6 separate regions of the Mus musculus genome follow, and regions 1, 3, 4, 5 and 6 are each linked to region 2. A link is a contact called in public HiChIP or PLAC-seq and promoter capture Hi-C data. All regions are on one chromosome and are shown on one strand. The core of a region is the stretch at or near the end of the contact, and the rest is flanking DNA. Distances in the headings are between cores, read along the strand shown.

Region 1 (2,700 bases), core at 12-2,511, 1.5 Mb before region 2:
ATCAGCCCCGATTCTGTCTGGGAACCTTCAACTATCCCATCAATCTCCCTAAGACAAACACAGGCAGGCTTGTATTTAACGTCTCCCCTACAGCGAGGAGGCCGTTAAATGCAGAGCTGTCACCAATAGGCTTTCTGATGACAGAACCCATCTTCAAGTCTGCTGAGTGATAACCACCACCGGTCATCAGAGGTGGGGTTACTGTCCCTCCCGCTGGGGATGCTGCTCTGCTGCTCAGCTCAGCATCTTTTAACTCCAATTTCAGTGAGGGATGCTATGATCAAGAACTTAACCTTCAGCGTATGATCAGCCAGCACACAGGGTTAGAATAAGACCATTCCTAAGGGTTCCTGGAAGAGCTGTGTGGCCCCTAGCTCTAACCAGAGCTTTCTCAAAGGAGGGTCTGCACGCTCTGTTCAACAGTAATAAAAAGTGACACAGAGCCAGATGGCTTTCCTCTTGCCTCTTGACATGTGTCACAGATGAGCCTGAGCTGGGAGTGCAGCCCGTCCACCTGAGGAACTGAGGAAGAGGCTAAGCTACATACACAGTATTCTTAGTTGGGAAAAGAGAGAGAGGGCTGGGGGAAGTTCCCGCCTTTCGTTAATACTATTCTCTTCTCTCTACTCACTCCTTAAGGAACATCTCTCCACCTCGACCTGTCTTTTCAAACCCTTTCTTGATCAAGAAATACAGTCAGTTTGCGAGCAGCAGTCTTACCTGGCCCTTCAGCCGGCCTAGAGTACCCACGACGGCAGGTTTAATCTGTCACGTCACATAAACAAACATTCACAGCTGCCTGTTTCTGATAGCACATTTCCAGTCTCTTCTCCCCTAGTTCCCAAACCAGGAAGAATAGGCCCAGGAGAGCCGAAGGATGCTCTCGGAGAGACAGAAGCTCCAGGAAGACAACGGGGACTAAAGAGGGTGCTCGCAGGGTGTCCAACTCAAAGTAGAATTTCTTTAAACACTAGCTCCAGGTCTTTATGAAACTCGCCCGGAACAGGGGAGGGAGGGAGCACCCAGAAAGATTTCTTTCCAGTCAGGATGGACGAAGTCCCAAGTCTTGCCCACTACCTCTTTCGGTCTCTAGCCCCTCGCTTTGGCGAATCCACTCACCAAAAGGCCCTTGGCTCCGCCGGCTCCCGAGGCGCTTAGCCCAAGCCCCCCGAGGCTACCAGCGTCCCGCAGCTGCGCAGCCCAGGATCCCGGGACAGCAGACGAGCTTCGAATGGGCGGTCCCCGCACTAGCTCAGAGGCCGCCTTATCTGGGCCGGGAAGGCGCGCGTCCGCGGCGAAGAGACGCCCACACGCGCCACGCAGGATCCCTAGCAGGGACAGTAGGGACAACCCTCCCGGGAAAGGATGGACTCTCAGCTTCCATGAGTGCCCCGCACTCTCCAGTCTCGGACCATCTCAGAGGCCATGGAGGCCAGCCGCGAAACCCCTGGGGCTTCTTCTGTGCCTATCCGACCGGGGGTGGCTCGTCCTGTCCAAGCTTCCCCGCCCAAACCGGGGTCCCAGCTCTCTATGGAGCTCGTGGTTCACGGAACAGTGGCCGCCAGCCGCTTGGACCACCGCTGCGGCGATACCGTGTAGTCCCCAGCGTGGGCTCCTGGGAGAAGGGCTCTCGGCCGCACTGCGGTTTTGCACCGAGAGAGGGGGAATGAACCCGCGACAGAAACGCAAAAAGGAGTCTCTGGGGCTGGGGAACCGTCACGCTCGGGGACCATGGGTGACTGCCAACCCGCCACTCCACAAGCGCCGACGCCACTTCGGAGGTGAACTTCCAGGGAGGTGTGCAGTCATTGGAAGTCTACCCCCACATCACTATAGCAGGAGCGAGTCCTCGCTAAAAGGGACTTCTGTGACCTGCGCGACCCGCATAAGTGCCACGAAAGCTAATCAAACCTCCGAGGTCCCACCCGCGGACAGCGCTACACCGAGCTCAGGGTCCGATGCCGAGCCAGTCGGGCGCATATGCGCCTCGGGGCACAGGGCCTGCGCTCCAGGATCAGGTCCCCGGAATCCGGAACAGAGCTCGCGCTTCACCGCATCCTCCCCGCGCCGCTGCTCAGCCCAGCATCCCGAACCCAGCCTGGCAGCCCGGGCCCTAGCTCCCGTCGTCCCGCACTCACCGCGCCCCCGCTCCCGGCGCCCGCGCAGCCTCCGCCCGCTGTCCCGGCGCCGCCGTCTCTCCGCAGGACTGCAGGCCGGGGACGGTGAGGGGGCAGGGCGGTGCGGAGGGGCGGGGCCGCTGCAGGTAACAATGCTGCCTACCCGGCTGCTCCTCCAGCCGGCCGCAAAGGACAGCACGCCCTTTCCTGCTCTGCTGCTTCCCTCGCTCCCCCTTCAACCCGAACAGCACCGCCACTGAGCTCGCCCTCGCCAGCTCCGGGCTCCCGAGACTCGAAAGCCGCCGCCCAGCACGCTGCTCCTGGCACCTGAAGACCAGCTCGGGGCTGGGCGGGCAACCACAGAGGACGATGGAAATTGCTGCAGGGAAAAGATGAGCCTTGGTGTCCTAATGGAGCGAAGTGGGAGGCGCCACGGTCGCTACTGAGCAGGTCACCGCCTTCCACAAAAGGAACCTCTGCGGCAGTCTCCTGGACACCCTATCCCGCGCACACGCAAGAACACCCCACGCACATTCGTAGGCACGCATGCACCTTTATATCACACACACACATTCACACACCT
Region 2 (2,700 bases), core at 195-2,694:
TTCCAGCACTGCGAACACTGGGGGCTCTCACAAGCTCTCAGAACAAGAGCCAGAGGCTGCAGATAAAGGCCTGTTCATCCCACACAGCCCTTTCCTAAGGGAGCATTCTTGCCTGCTGTTTCAGTATCTTTTTGTGACATTCCAGAATCTGTCCCTCGGTGTGAAATTATGTATGTGCACCTACAGAACTTTAGCTGTGTGTGATAGGTATGTACAATGACTTTTGTTACATTGCTCTTTCCAGCTTTGGAGCAGTGTGCAGGGGGTAGGTCCCGCAGTTAAGTGCCTCAAATTACAGCCTCTGACTTCAGAGCCAGCTCTCCTACCACTTGGCCAAATCACCTCTCTACAAATCATTGGGTATGGAACTCCTTTAACACATTTCTCCCTGAACTTCTAGGGATGGTGGCCTTCTCCTAACCCTCAATTAACTGAATACTGGGAGGCTTTATTCATTTGTTTATGTATTTATTTTTTACAGTGCCAGAGATAAGCTTCACCCAAACTGGGGAACTGTTCTACCCCCCTCCCCCAACCTCAAGTCCTACCTAGTATTTAAAAGAAATTAGACTGTACTGTTTAGACCAGTATTGTGTTCTCGGTAAAGCTGAAATGAAAGTACAAATGCTCTCCCTGACCCCCTTATGCATAGCTTCCCTCCTCACCACCATCCTCCATATCGGGGCACATTTGTTACAACTAATAAACTTAATCCTGCTCCAGGCGCATCTTTATCGCCCACAAAGTTCATAGCGTACATGGGGCTCATCCTTGCTGTTGCACACTCTGTGCCTTTGAACTAATTTATGACATGTATCACAGAGTACTTTGACTACCAAAAAAGGAAAACAGTAATACCAAAAAACCTATTCCCTAATGAGGTACTTTTTAAGGGGTGATATAAGGGGGGGGGGCGGATATGGTAGCATACTACTGTAATTCCACCACTTAAGAGGCAGAATGATCAGGAGTTTCAGGCCAAATTAAGACGTGTGTGTGTGTGTGTGTGTGTGAGAGAGAGAGAGAGACAGAGACAGAGAGACAGAGGAGAGACAGAGACAGAGAGACAGAGATCTCTTAGAGTCTAGACTCAACTCTAGGTGGTGTGCCCCAAGTGAAGTTCAGCCTCTCCCAGTTTGTGCATCTCTCCAAGACTCGCCTAGGAACCGGTTCCTCCCCCTTTTGTTTAAGTGTCAAGCGAATGGGTTTCCTGTTGACTCTGGAATATTGTGAAAGGGCAGGAAGAGGCCAAGCCTCCTTGTCTCTCTCTCTCAACTCCCCAACCCCTTTATTTATTTTGTGCACGTCTGTTTGGGTTGTGGGGGTGTTTCCAGCTTGTGCGGCTGGAGGGCGGCCTCAGCAGCCCGAAACCCCTCCCCGAGGAGGCGAGGCCGGTCGGGAGCCCGCCCGATCCCAGGCTGGACCTCTGTGGGGCGGGGAAGGGAACCGGACGGGAAGCGAGCTGCCGAGGAGCTGCAGGCCGCCGGTGCGTGCCCAGAAGGCGGGGAGCTCGGCCCAGCCCGCGCCCCAGCTCCGCGCTGCAGGTGGAGCCCTCCTTCCCCGCCGAGCGCGCTGGCGAGGGCCATCCGCTGCCCGCAGCTCGCCCGCCGTCCCTGGGCTGCGCGGCGGCGCCTCGCCCATGGCTGAGGGCCGGCGGCGGGAGGACGAGGAGGAAGAGCTGCGAGAGCGCCGCGAGCTTGGGGGCCCGCGCCGCGCCCGGAGCCGCGCGCTCCCGGGCCACTCGGCTGCAGGTGAGACGCGGGGGACGCGGGGACCAGGGGCGCACGGGGGGTTGGGAGCATCTAGGACCGGGTTCTCCGCGCCCACTCATGCCCTGCCCAGCTCGGCAGCTGCTCTCGATGCTGCCTGGAGGGGACTGACACCTTTAACTCCTGATGGCGAGAGGGCGGGACAGTGGCCTTTCTATCCTTAGCCTCCTTTTCTCCTTTTTGAGAGAATTCAGATTGGTCTCTTTTACCTGTTAGTGGCCCTGGAGCCGAAACTCCAAAATTTCCGTGGAAACTAAATCCAAGGCGGCTGGTACTTGTGGCTGGGTGATTACTTATCTGTAGGTGAGTCAGAGGCCATGCCCTACGTCTATCTCTCTCTGGACCACGACCCATCCCTACGGTTTCGCCTGGGCCACCCCAACCTGGTCAGACCACGTGCCCATGCTGAATCAAGTCTTGTTTCAGCAGCCGGTGAACTTCGGACCTCTAGTCCCTTCCTTCCCTCCCCCACAGCGCTGATTTTCTGCTGGAGAGTTAATTTGTTGCAACTGCCCTCCCCGTTGTAAACCGGGAGTGCCCAATGTAGTATTGGAGAAGGGAATTCTTTTGGATGGAGGTCATTTGGGGGCCTATAGTTAGTTACCTTTAAGATCTTGTTTTGGGACACACCAACGAAGCACGAATCAAATAGCTTGGTGCATAAGTATAAAATTAAATGTAGATCCACCCTCCTTCCCTTTACCTGGGGTGGGTTTTCAATGTAACCGTAATGGAGAGGAAATTATTAGGCCAGCTGGTTAACCACAGTTATCTGAAACTGGATGGAAGAATTAACCTAGAAGATGCATAAAGAGGTGAAGGGATTGGGAAGAGTCATGGGAAATCCAGGCACCAGACTGGAGCCTTCTTAGAAAGGGAACATGGAGAGGCTCCTCTGTGTGACCACCAGGAGAAAGTTGGGTCTGTGGAA
Region 3 (2,837 bases), core at 45-2,544, 1.0 Mb before region 2:
TTCAGTGAGAGAGAACTGAGCAGTTGTTTCCCATGTATTTGTTGTTCTCGATGCTTTCTTCCTGTGATCTGAGGACTACTTGACACACTGAGAATCAACAGTGAACAAAGCAAACCCAGGCTTCACTGTTGGCTCATGTCAGAAGAGCAGAGAGATTAAGTATGTGGATGGTGGTGCTGTCCAAACCTGGGCGTGAGCTCTTACTCTTTCCTTTACTAAGTGAGCCTTAGTAAATCAGCTGAGTAAATGGAGAGATTACTACTATCTCATAGGGTTGCTGTGGTGGCAACGAAAGAGTCCATAGGAAGTGTGTGTGGCTCTAACAAGAGCTCACGTCCTCAAGCCCATGTGGCTAAAGAGCGAGATGAGTTCTCAATACCAGTATATCTTACTTTTACTTCTGATATAGTAATAATTCTTACTATTTTTAGAATTATTGTTTTGAATATTTTTTAAATTGTGAGAGAAAATGCATAGCATCCATTTTGAATAGTCAGTTATTTTTTAGTTTCCTGAATGACTGATAATCCCTGCCTATAGAAAGTTAATGTGGCTTGGTTCGACTCACATTATGTAGATTCATTCAGTGTGACTACCCTGTGTAAAGATTAACCCCATTATGTCTATATCGATGAGAAAATGATAGGTGACATCTCTGTATTTTGTTTGCAGATTCCCACATGTTTAGAATAAGTGTGTTGGCTTAGAATCCCATTAAGTAGAATTTGTACAAGTACTAAATGAGAATTGAAAAGAGTTTATTGGTTCATGTGTTCTGTCGTTTGCTTCACTGTCTCTAGTCAATCCCTTCCATTTATGATTTTAAATTCTGAAACCCTTTCTCTTTTTTCAGCCCCTTAACTTTGGTAATTAAGAAGTGGAACACAGTTGATGACATCTTTGAAAATGTTCTGATCAAAGCGGTCCTCATTACTGTGTAGAGAGAGACACTAAAGCATTTGAAGAACTCAGCTTTCTCATCTGTTAGCAAATATACTTAAACATTTAGGCCGTTCTTTGCTATACCTTGCTTTCTTCATTCTTTTACATTTTAGACGTATAGGAACCATGCTTTAACATGCTTATAGGTATGAAGCCCTGCACACACAGGGCGAAGCATTGTTCAGGTCTGCACCCTGTTTAATAGCTTATCAGCTATGTTCCTGCTGTGCCTGCTCCCCGGAGGGGAAGGGTTGTTCTGCAAGCTTTCATATTAGCTTTGTTACCATGCAGTATTTCTCAGCTGCTCACGCTCATTACCATACAGCTGGTGTGGAGACGAGGAGGAAGCAGGCAGAAGTTGTACTGGCTACAAGAATAAGAAGCTCTTTTGCAGATGGGGTGCTGGCAGATGGGGCATGTGTTTGAGCAGGTTTTACTAATGACAGTGCGCGTTAAATATCATTCTGAGGAAGTCCAAGGTCATTGTCATGAATTTAGAGCTTTCGAGGTTGTGCAGCTTTGTGCAGAACAGACCTTTTCAGAGCCCTAATTAATAAAAATGTAACCAGTGGCAAGCAACAACTAGAAACATCTAATGAGTTTTTCTTTATTTTAGTATATTTTATCTTTCTCTGACATGATCTAAGAAGCATTAATCTTATCAATTAGTCTCTCTTATTACTTTATGATGGCATAATTTTAAAGTTATTAAAAATTTCAAGCTATATACAAAAGTATATGCTTTGAAAAAATACAGTAGCACTCAGTTTTGCTATATAATGTTAAACTATTAGAAGATCAAATGGCAGAAGAATTGGAAAACTGTGTCTGGTGTTGAGCATTCTGAAGATTAAGTTGAAGTGTGTGACACATCATTGTAAAGTTAGACAGAAATGGTATGGACAGGGGTGTGTCTTTTGTTAAAATATTTTGTGCTTAATTTTTTATACCCATAAAAACATATGAGGTTGAGTTGAAATAACTGCCAACACTTGCTTTTTAAAAAGTTTTAGCCAGATGAGGGAGCACACAACTGTAGCATCAGGACTTGGGAGGCTGAGACAGTTTGCTACTACTCTGTGCTGCTTGGTGAGTACCAGCCTAGCCAAGACTGTGTACCACGACTGAAGAAAAATAACAAGAAAAAATTCTTCAGTGGCTTCTCACTCCTTTTGACCCTTTTAATTAACTGTAGTTTTTTATATATCATATTACAAGATGATTAAAAAGAACAGCTAAAGCAAAATACAGCTGTGCAGTCGTATGTAAAATGTACAGTATCCCCTTTAATTTTAATGTAAATAGAACTCTTTTATTCCCCCACCCCCCACCCCTCTTGATCCAGCATCCACTCGCTCTGGGCCCTGCTTGCTCCGCTCCGGCTCAATCTGGTCCATGGGTTTTGGGTTTTTTTTTGGTTGATTTTTTGTTGTTGTTGTTGTTTTTTTTTTTTTTTTTTTTTTTTCTCATTACAGATGGCTGTGAGCCACCATGTGGATGCTGGGATTTGAACTCGTGATCTCCAGGAGAGCAGTCAGTGCTCTTAACCTCTGAGCCACCTCACCAGCCCACAAATAGAACTCTTATTTTGTTAATGGAGATTAAATAATATAAACACACATTACATATAAAATATACATAGCTAATTTCAGGATTCATGGTCAGAGCATGTTTGCTTACAAACTTTAATGCTTCTATTTTGTGTTTTGTTTTTTTTTATTTTCTTGATTAGTAGAGGCACAAAATTCTGTTAATGCCTGTAAATAAACAAATAAACAAGCCTGTATGAGATTTTCAGGAAAGGTTATACTGTTAAATACTTTAACAGTTATACTTTTTTTCCTTTAAACACTGTTAGAGTATGTTCTGTTTATTGTGAAGGTTTGTTTTCAGTT
Region 4 (2,700 bases), core at 164-2,663, 1.8 Mb before region 2:
AGAAAAGAAAAAGAAAAGAAAAAGAAAAGAAAGTCCTCAAAACTGGGGAGGGGTATTTCCTTGTGGTAAAACACAGATGCCTTCAGATTATGAAGGAGACGCAAAGCCATCTGGGGATTACAGGCCTACGTTTGTAATTGTTTACCTGCCAAAGCAAGCCAAATCGAAATAGTAATTCACATTCGGAAAGAGGTCAAAAGTTTAACTTTGACCAGACTAACAGTGAACTTTTTCCTGCTCATATATAAAACTAATAGCAATACCTGCGTGAAGAGTTAAGAGCCATTAAATCCCTTTGGCAGTAGGCAACTGCCCTATAAAGAGGGTTAAATAAGAGGGTGAGGCCGGCACATCAATAATTCCTAGTTCCTTTTAGTCGGGTACTTAAATTCTACAAAGAGAAACATGATAACACCAAACACTGGTAACACTGTTGTTTTGAATCTGGTCCTGGGCTCCTTGGGCCATTGCATGCCCAGGTGGCCCGTCTGTTAGTTTAACCACAAAGAAGCCGTTATCAGTTATAATTACAGCTGGGCAATTTTTTTTTTTTCAAATAAATGCCCAACGACCTGATCCTTGTCCACCCTGTGTGACGACCAAAATTAACTAAATTAAGATATTAAAATCTGGGGTCACTCTAGCGACTCGTTGATACTCTGTCGCCAAAAGTGGAAAGAATGACACAAAACTTTGAAGGTAGTTGAAAAAAAAAAACGATCCAAAGGGCAGAGAGTCATTAAGTCCGAATAGACAACGGCGATTGGTAGTAAACCAGGATTGGCCCGCAGAGAGCAGGGTGGGGTGGGGGGTGGGGGAGGCTGGGGTGGGGGGTGGGGCGTCCTACCCTGCCCTTAAAGGCGGGGGTGCGGGGTGGGGTGGGGGTGTCACTGCCATGATCTAAAGGCGGAGTGATCTGGGCGGCTCCTGTTAGCATACTAAGTACAGTGGTGGGGTGCAGCTGAAAAAGGGGAGCGCCGTGCCAAGCAAGTAAAAGGCCCCGGGTTCTAATTCCAGGAGAACCGAAGGGCACTGAACACTTCAGTGGCCAACTCCGCAGCGCGTGCGCCCTGGGGTTCTCGGTCGGGAGCCGCGGATCGGTCCAACTTGCGGGGCTTCTGGATTCGGTTCTAGAACGCTCCGGTTCGGAACCAGGGCGGCGCAGGCCGCCATCAGGGCTCGGGCGCAGCAGTGGGCGCGGGGCCAACCTCACAAGGCCTGGCCAGGCACAACCCCTGCTGCCGCGGCCCCGAAGCCCAGAGGTGCGCGCGTCGGAGCCTCGCTCTTACCATGCTGCGCGAGGCGGCCTCCCTGTTTGAGTCTGGCGCCAACAACCGCGTGGGGTGGGAAGGACCGGAGGAAGTGCAGGGGAGATGCAACGACCCCTGGCGGCCCTGGTAGGACTGCGGGACCCGAGGGAGGAGCCGAGCCTGGGCGGGGCTTGAGAAGATGGGCAGGGCGGTGAGGGGCGCGGCCTGAAATAATGGGCAGGTCCAGTAGGGGAGGAGCCTGAGATGGGCAGGGCCGGACTGAGACCAGATGGACCAGTCTGGGTTGGGCAGCCTGTAGGCAGAAAGGAAAAGTTGGGGCCTGGCGTGGGAGCTGGAGCAGGGAAGGCTTCTGTTCCCTTCCCGTGCCTCTGGGGTTGCAGAGTTGCTTACTACTTAAGTGTTCAATGTAGCTTTTAGTTTTCTTTTTAAAAGGCAACTTTTGAGTCTTCGCTTTTAAGTGTGTTCTTTTAGCTTAAAAAAAAAAATATGGGGCTTTGGCTGCAAGAAACGAGTACATTTAGAAAAGAAATTCTTTTTCTATTTTATTTTATTTTTGTCTTATTTAATTTTATTATTTGGCTTTTTTGGGACAAGGTTTCTCCGTGTAGCCTTGGCTGCCCTGGAGCTCTCTCTGTAAACCAAGCTGGCCTCGAACTCAGTGATTTGCTTGCTGCTGCTCCCTAAATGCTGGGATTAAAGGCGAGCACCAACCTCTAGCCTTAAAAAGTCCTCTGATACAGAGCGGTGAGAGTGTACAGAGTAGTGCAGGTGTTCTGCATTACAAATGAAACGTAAATATTCTAGTGCTGCTGACTGTCAGACCTTAATAAAGAGTATGTGGGAGCTTTCTAAATTATTTCTTGCAACTACTAGTGAATCTGTCTCTCAAAGTTTCACTAAAACCTTTATTTTATAAGATAGGATAAACGTGATTAGCAAAAATCATCCAAAGCATTTACAAAGGAGAGCAATAGTCGGGGATGGGGGTGAGTATGTATCCAAACCTGCTTGCCATGCTCATACCCTGACAACAGGCATATAGCAGAGATGTTCCTGTCAATTATGTGACACAGAGTTTTCATCACATCCACTTTATTAACGCTTTTCTAGAGTTCTTAATTTGCTCTTTATCACAGTTACTTTTTTAAGTTTTTTTTTCAATCCTAGGTTTTCAGGACAGGGCTTCCTGACAGCAAGTCTCTCTCTCTCTCTCTCTCTCTCTCTCTCTCTCTCTCTCTCTCTCTCTCTCTCTCTCCCTTCCCCCTCCTCCTCTTCCTATGTTATTATTATTATTACAATAAAAATAAGTTTATCCAATCAAGTAACAACTATACAAATGCAAGCAATTTTAGTCATTTTCTTTTTGGTCAACCTATATTAGACCTGAAATCTTTACTGAAAGTTCCCAGGTGATGGTGAAGTGTGGTTG
Region 5 (2,700 bases), core at 198-2,697, 1.4 Mb before region 2:
CTTTCTTCAACTATTAAGTTATCCTGCGCATGGTGGTTTCCTGTTGTTAGACCTAGCCAACACTTGAGAGGCTGAATCAAGAGGATGGCAAGTCTGAGGCCCAGCTGGTCTATGTGCAAAGATGTGTGTGTGAGACAGAGAGGAGGAGGGAGAGAGGGAGAGAGGGAGGGAGAAAGAGAGGGAGGGAGGGAGAGAGAGAGAGAGAGAGAGAGAGAGAGAGAGAGAGAGAGAGAGAGAGAGAGAGAAGCTATTCTGAGTGCCTCTTAGGAAATTCACTGAGCCTTACTAAGTACACAGCAGCAGTATGAAGTCAGTCCTGTGGTTTCTCCCCTTTTACAGGTAAAGCGGCCGAGGCTTTAATGGTTAAGACCCAGGACCACTTAAGTTCTAACAGTGGTCACTTCTCAAGATCCATACTATGGCAAGTCACTTTTCCACACATAGACAAACCAACATAGAGGGCCTGAAAGGGTAAGAAACATGATCACTCTACTCTCTTATTTTAGTCTAGATAATTTTCTACATTATATTCCTTAACAACGTGTTTATTATGAAGCATGTTCTCAACACTGACCTGTTTATATTCATAGACTATACTAAACTGATGTAAAAATTATTGGATTTTATTTAGCTTTGAGGGAGCATAGGGTTTAGACGTTTTAATGGAATATAGTCATCACCTGAATTGAGTATTTCAATGAAGTATTTCTAGCAGACTCCTATGAAGAAGACCGTCTCCCATGTGCTATTAAAAATTGAGCTCATGACTGCAGTCTGTAGTTATTTTTTTTCTTGTAGAGCCAGAGGGTACAGTCTGTGACCTCATGTAGAAAATAGCCACCAAGAATCTATCCAGGATCATTTTTAGTTCTTTAGTTTTGGCATGCACAAACAATTTTCAAAGCAGATTAAATTTGTCCAATGTACTTTAGAAGTATGTATTGCAAAGCACAAGCGGGGGATGCAAGCCACAGAGCAGAGCTTTTAATGGCGAGGCCATTCGGGAAGCAAGCATCCGTCTGGAAGCTTTGGTTACTACATTTCCAGAAACTTCTTCCCTTCCTTTTCATTGTCGCTCTGAGCATGGCAGTATCCAGTTTCCACATTGCTAAACTTCTGCCTTTTCCCCTGGCATTTTCAAGAAGTAGAAGGAGTGTGCCATTTTTTTTTTCATTCTGTACCCTTGAAGAAACTAGAACTTAAGCTGGGATATCTTTCCATGAACATTTTTTAATGTTTCTTATCTCTGAACCTGCTGTGGAGAATTTAGTACAAGACATGCATGGATAAAATGAATCGTCTTAAAGGATTGCAGCTCCAAAAATACCCCAGCAGGACTGGGCAGGTTTGACATAATGACATTCCTATTTTAGCCTGACTTCTGGAACTCTGAAGAACTATAAATTGAGCCACACAAGATCCTAAGAAGGTGGTGCCTCTTCTAACCGCATATAGAATTTTTCTTCAGACTTTTGGAAAAGATGTATCTAGTGGTTGTTTTCCTAGAGAATGAGACTGTTGGTACTTACCAACTTTAATACAGGAAATGATAGGTAGAAAGCCCTGCTCTGTATCCTACTGAAAACCAAATTTGATTACGGAAACTTACACCAGGAGCTCAGAGCCAAGGTCTGCACAAGCCGCATCTGAGATGGCAGAAGCCTCTGTGGATATCGGGACTCAGCCCGTAACCGTGAAGAAAAAGAAGAGCCTGTCCATCGAGGAGAAGATTGACATCATAAATGCAGTGGAAAGTGGCAAGAAAAAGGCAGAGATTGCAGCTGAATATGGCATAAAGAAAAATTCATTGTCTTCCATTATGAAAAACAAAGACAAAGTTCTAGAAGCCTTTGAGTCTTTGAGATTTGATCCGAAGAGAAAAAGACTGAGAACAGCGTTTTATACGGATCTAGAAGAAGCATTGATGAGGTGGTATCGGATTGCTCAGTGTCTAAACGTTCCAGTTAATGGCCCGATGTTGCGTCTAAAAGCTAATGATTTTGCCCAGAAGCTGGGACACAATGATTTTAAGTGCAGCAATGGTTGGCTGGATCGTTTTAAGTCCAGGTATGGCTTAGTATTCAGAGCACAACCCGTAGAAGCCACGGGTATATCTATAGACCCTTCCACTGTGTGGTACCAAAATGTGCTACCTTATTACTTAAATGATTATCATCCTAAAAATGTTTTCAATGTAAAAGAGACTGGGTTGCTTTATCGAATGTTACCTACAAATACTTTTGCATTCAAAGGGGAAACATGCTCAGTTGGAAAGTTGTGCAAAGACAGGATAACGCTGGCACTCGGAACAAATATGGATGGCTCTGAGAAGCTCCCTTTGCTGATCATCGGGAAAAACCGAGCCCCGCGTTGTTTCAAGGGCATAAAATCATTGCCTGTGTACTATGAAGCTAACAGAACGGCGTGGATGACCGCAGCCATATTCGAGCAGTGGATGCAGAAGCTGGATGAGAAATTCCAAGCCCAGAAACGAAGAGTGGTGATTTTTGTTGACTCTTGCCCCGCACATCCGGAAGTGAAAAACCTAAAGTCCATTGAGTTGGCATTCTTCCCGTCATGCTTGTCTTCCGGGTTTGCAGCTATGAATCAAGGTGTTATTAAAAGCCTTAAAATCAAATATCGGCATTGTCTTATCAAGAAATTTTTAAGTTCAGTCGAAAGTAGCAAAGAGTTTACATT
Region 6 (2,700 bases), core at 59-2,558, 1.0 Mb after region 2:
AAAACCTAGATGGATCCAAGTGGAGAGCCAGGGTGAAAATAGCCAGCTGACCTTGCTTCTCTAGGTCTGACTTCCCTGCCTCTAGGAGACCACGGACAAATAGGGGGCAGGTGTCATTCAGGAGCATCTGCACGGTTGCACTTGTCCCTTGATCAGCGTTGAGCACTTTGATGGGCAAGTCTAACCAAGATGGGGCCCCTGGGACTGTCTGCCAGGACGTTCCCCAGAATCTCACGACATATTTTCCTTGAAATGCTACGTGTAAAAAGCTTTCCGAAGCATTCCCAGGGTACATTTCACAGCCCGCAGACAGCTGGATCTCAATGGGATCTGTAAGGAGGAGTAGGCAGAGACCAAAGAGTTCATGATTAAGGGATTTGGAAGAAAGGAATTGGTATGAAGATTATCGTTAAGTGCCAGTTGAGGAAAATGATCATGGTGCCCTAGAGCAGAAATGGGCTATTTTTAGAAGGGACAAGGGTTACTTTTAGACAGAAGTAAAACCATAAGGGTGGACAGAGAAGAGAAGCTATGCCCGATGCCCACAGTTATCCAGCTGGGGTCTGGATCACTCCTGCCCACTGGGTTCAGGGTTCCAACCCCTCCACTCACAGTCTTCTTTAGGTGACATCATTTTGACTAATTCCTGTATGTCCCTGGTAAAGCTGACTCGATAGACTTGAAACATATGCTGCAACTTCTCCCACTGCTGGTTACTCAACTTGCCCTGGGACCATGGCTTCGTGAAGCTGATGGTGGCTGAGTCATTACTCCAACGGTGAGTCTGCAGATCCCCCAGCCAGACCACGCTGTCTGTGCGGGACCAGCTTCTGTTTGCAAAGGAAGACATCTGCAGGCAGCGGAAGGTGTAATTCTTTTGCTGGGCTGGAAACAAAGGAAAAGGAAAGAACTTAGCGAGTGGGCTCAGTCTGAGGACAGACTGCAGTAGGAAAAAGCTCAGCTTTAGCTGCGCTTGCGGAAGGAAAGGCAGGCTCAGTGTAGTTCTGAACTGAGCTAAGCCCTGAGCCGCAGCCATACATTGCTCCTCCCACTGTTGTTGCAAGCCGGGAAGCCCACCTCCACCCGCCCACTACTGCACAGAGCTTGTAGCCAGCCTCTTTCTCCCTCCCTTCCTCCCTTCTCTAGATTGTGTGCGCTTTTACTCACTCACCTTCAGATTGTCCCCAGACCTGTAGGAATGCCCACAGCAACAGCCATGGTAGGTACCGCATAGCGCCAGAGTTCTACACAGCCCTCGGCTCCGACTTCTGCGCTTTACTCTGCTCCCGGACTGGTACACAAAGGCTCTGGGGTTTTTGGTGCAGAGCCAGCAAAACCCGGAAGGACGCGCAGGCACGATTGGTAAATTACTCTTTGACAAAGCCAAACCCCCTGGTAGTTGAGGGTTGGAGTGCAGCTTTACTCAGAACCGCTACGCAAACCACTTTTAAACAAAACAAAACAAAACAAAACAACAACAACAAAAATGTCTTTCCGTTATACTAAAGAATGAGGTTGAGACTATCGTCTCAATATCGAAAGCAAGACAAAATTGTATTTCGGTTACAACTCCGATGGTATTAAAAATGCAAGGGGAAAAATAGAAGGGACGTTTTGGTCTAGCTAGCAGGGGCTGTCTGCAGGTGCTCCATTTACAAGTTTGGATCCTCCCAGATATCTATAAATATCACATTAAAATAATGATAATGATAATAATAGATGTGATTCTTCTAGTGGTTCATTGAGAGGATAGGACTAGGCGGGTTAAGTTCCTTCATAGCTTTCGTATGCCCACAGTTTCCCATGTCAGATTCTTTTTCCCCTTACCCTGGTTTCTTTTCTCCCTTGCCTTACCTGCCCTCTGGCTGTCCCCGACTCCATTTTGGGAGAGTACAGGCATATTTTATTTTTAGTTTTTATTTTGTTCTGTATATTGTACTGTCATGATTTGCGAAAATCGAAGACTTGTGTCAGTCTGATGTGAGGAAAAGCCAAAAGTGACGAGATGTGCCCCCTCGAAGCGCTTCAGCACAGCGAAAACACGGGCCATACACCTGCAGACAGATGTCTTTCCCACTCACTCGCAAATACCGAACCTCTTGTTTTTGAGAACAGAGGTAAGATTACAGGGCGCGCCTGTGAGTTTGTAGGGCCATTCCCAACTTCTCACGCTTAAAACAAGTAGTGACAAAAACAGTTGCTCAAAATTTCAGTTACTGTGAGAAAGGAGAAGTCATCCTTGGTAAATCGTACTCCTGCAGCAAGCATCCTGATACCATCTTCCTCGTTCCTTTTTAGTCACCCCGTTGTATGCTTTGCTCTGTCTTTTTGCCTTGTCTCCTAAGTAGGCCTCTTCTCTATGTCTCTACCCTTAACATAACCGCAACCTTCTGCTTCAACTATATGAAATACCTTCCACGAGGTAGGAAAAAACCCCATCATTGATCGGTATAGCCTCTAGGATCATTCTGCCCATGCTCTGGCTTGCCTTGGAGCATCGTTTGGGACCCTACTCTAAGTCTCACATGCTTTCGTCCCTTAGATACAGCTTCTTCCTCAGATCTCTGCACAAATAGACCCCTTGGGGACCTCTGACCTCCAAGCGCCTGCCTAGTGTCCACTCAGACTTCAAACTCCAATGTAATTTTCTCAGAGAGCCTCCTCAAGCTTCCCAGACAGTGTGAATAAAGACTGGAAAGC

What was found. Promoter capture Hi-C pulls out the DNA fragments that hold promoters and counts their contacts. HiChIP or PLAC-seq counts read pairs in DNA pulled down with a chosen protein or histone mark.
Region 1: a promoter capture Hi-C map of liver shows a contact between it and region 2, with 5 times the contacts expected there. The contact joins the promoter of Fhdc1 here to the promoter of Sh3d19 in region 2. A contact is called at or near these places in 3 of 39 promoter capture datasets (the C10 cell line, hippocampal neurons and liver).
Region 3: an H3K4me3 HiChIP or PLAC-seq map of embryonic forebrain shows a contact between it and region 2, with 6 times the contacts expected there. The contact joins the enhancer-like site here to the promoter of Sh3d19 in region 2. A contact is called at or near these places in 3 of 39 promoter capture datasets (the C10 cell line, cranial neural crest and frontonasal cranial neural crest), 1 of 484 Hi-C or Micro-C datasets (cortical neurons), 4 of 115 datasets of contacts at active chromatin or transcription factors (SST interneurons, embryonic forebrain, extraembryonic endoderm stem cells and 1 more) and 2 of 9 other capture datasets (embryonic tail and embryonic trunk).
Region 4: an HNF4G HiChIP or PLAC-seq map of pancreatic cancer cells shows a contact between it and region 2. The contact joins the promoter of Mnd1 here to the promoter of Sh3d19 in region 2. A contact is called at or near these places in 1 of 39 promoter capture datasets (liver) and 1 of 115 datasets of contacts at active chromatin or transcription factors (pancreatic cancer cells).
Region 5: a promoter capture Hi-C map of hippocampal neurons shows a contact between it and region 2, with 4 times the contacts expected there. The contact joins the promoter of Tigd4 here to the promoter of Sh3d19 in region 2. A contact is called at or near these places in 10 of 39 promoter capture datasets (the 3T3-L1 cell line, embryonic stem cells, frontonasal cranial neural crest and 4 more) and 3 of 115 datasets of contacts at active chromatin or transcription factors (astrocytes, extraembryonic endoderm stem cells and pancreatic cancer cells).
Region 6: a contact with region 2 is called in a promoter capture Hi-C map of liver, with 3 times the contacts expected there. The contact joins the promoter of Cd1d1 here to the promoter of Sh3d19 in region 2.

What each region holds. Positions count from the first base shown.
Region 1 is chr3:84,478,230-84,480,929 of GRCm38.p6, forward strand. It overlaps Fhdc1 (FH2 domain containing 1), which reads right to left and starts at 1,262. Exons shown (of 12, transcript NM_001205355.1): 1 at 1,120-1,262.
Region 2 is chr3:85,969,674-85,972,373 of GRCm38.p6, forward strand. It overlaps Sh3d19 (SH3 domain protein D19), which reads left to right and starts at 1,445. Exons shown (of 22, transcript NM_001082414.3): 1 at 1,445-1,751.
Region 3 is chr3:84,936,942-84,939,778 of GRCm38.p6, forward strand. All of the region lies in intron 4 of Fbxw7 (F-box and WD-40 domain protein 7), which reads left to right. Among named protein-coding and RNA genes, the nearest start is that of Gm40080, 60 kb to the left of the region's middle. Within about 2 kb of position 1,295, at least 64 of the 459 cell types and tissues checked have an H3K27ac peak or open chromatin away from gene starts, as enhancers often do. A contact at or near this core is called in SST interneurons, cortical neurons and embryonic forebrain, where this site is marked.
Region 4 is chr3:84,154,373-84,157,072 of GRCm38.p6, forward strand. It overlaps Mnd1 (meiotic nuclear divisions 1), which reads right to left and starts at 1,414. Exons shown (of 8, transcript NM_029797.3): 1 at 1,290-1,414. The coding sequence starts at 1,292.
Region 5 is chr3:84,592,127-84,594,826 of GRCm38.p6, forward strand. Tigd4 (tigger transposable element derived 4) reads left to right here and starts at 1,448. Exons shown (of 1, transcript NM_207278.2): 1 at 1,448-2,700. The coding sequence starts at 1,652.
Region 6 is chr3:86,998,021-87,000,720 of GRCm38.p6, forward strand. Cd1d1 (CD1d1 antigen) reads right to left here and starts at 1,309. Exons shown (of 6, transcript NM_007639.4): 1 at 1,172-1,309; 2 at 613-885; 3 at 52-330. The coding sequence starts at 1,232.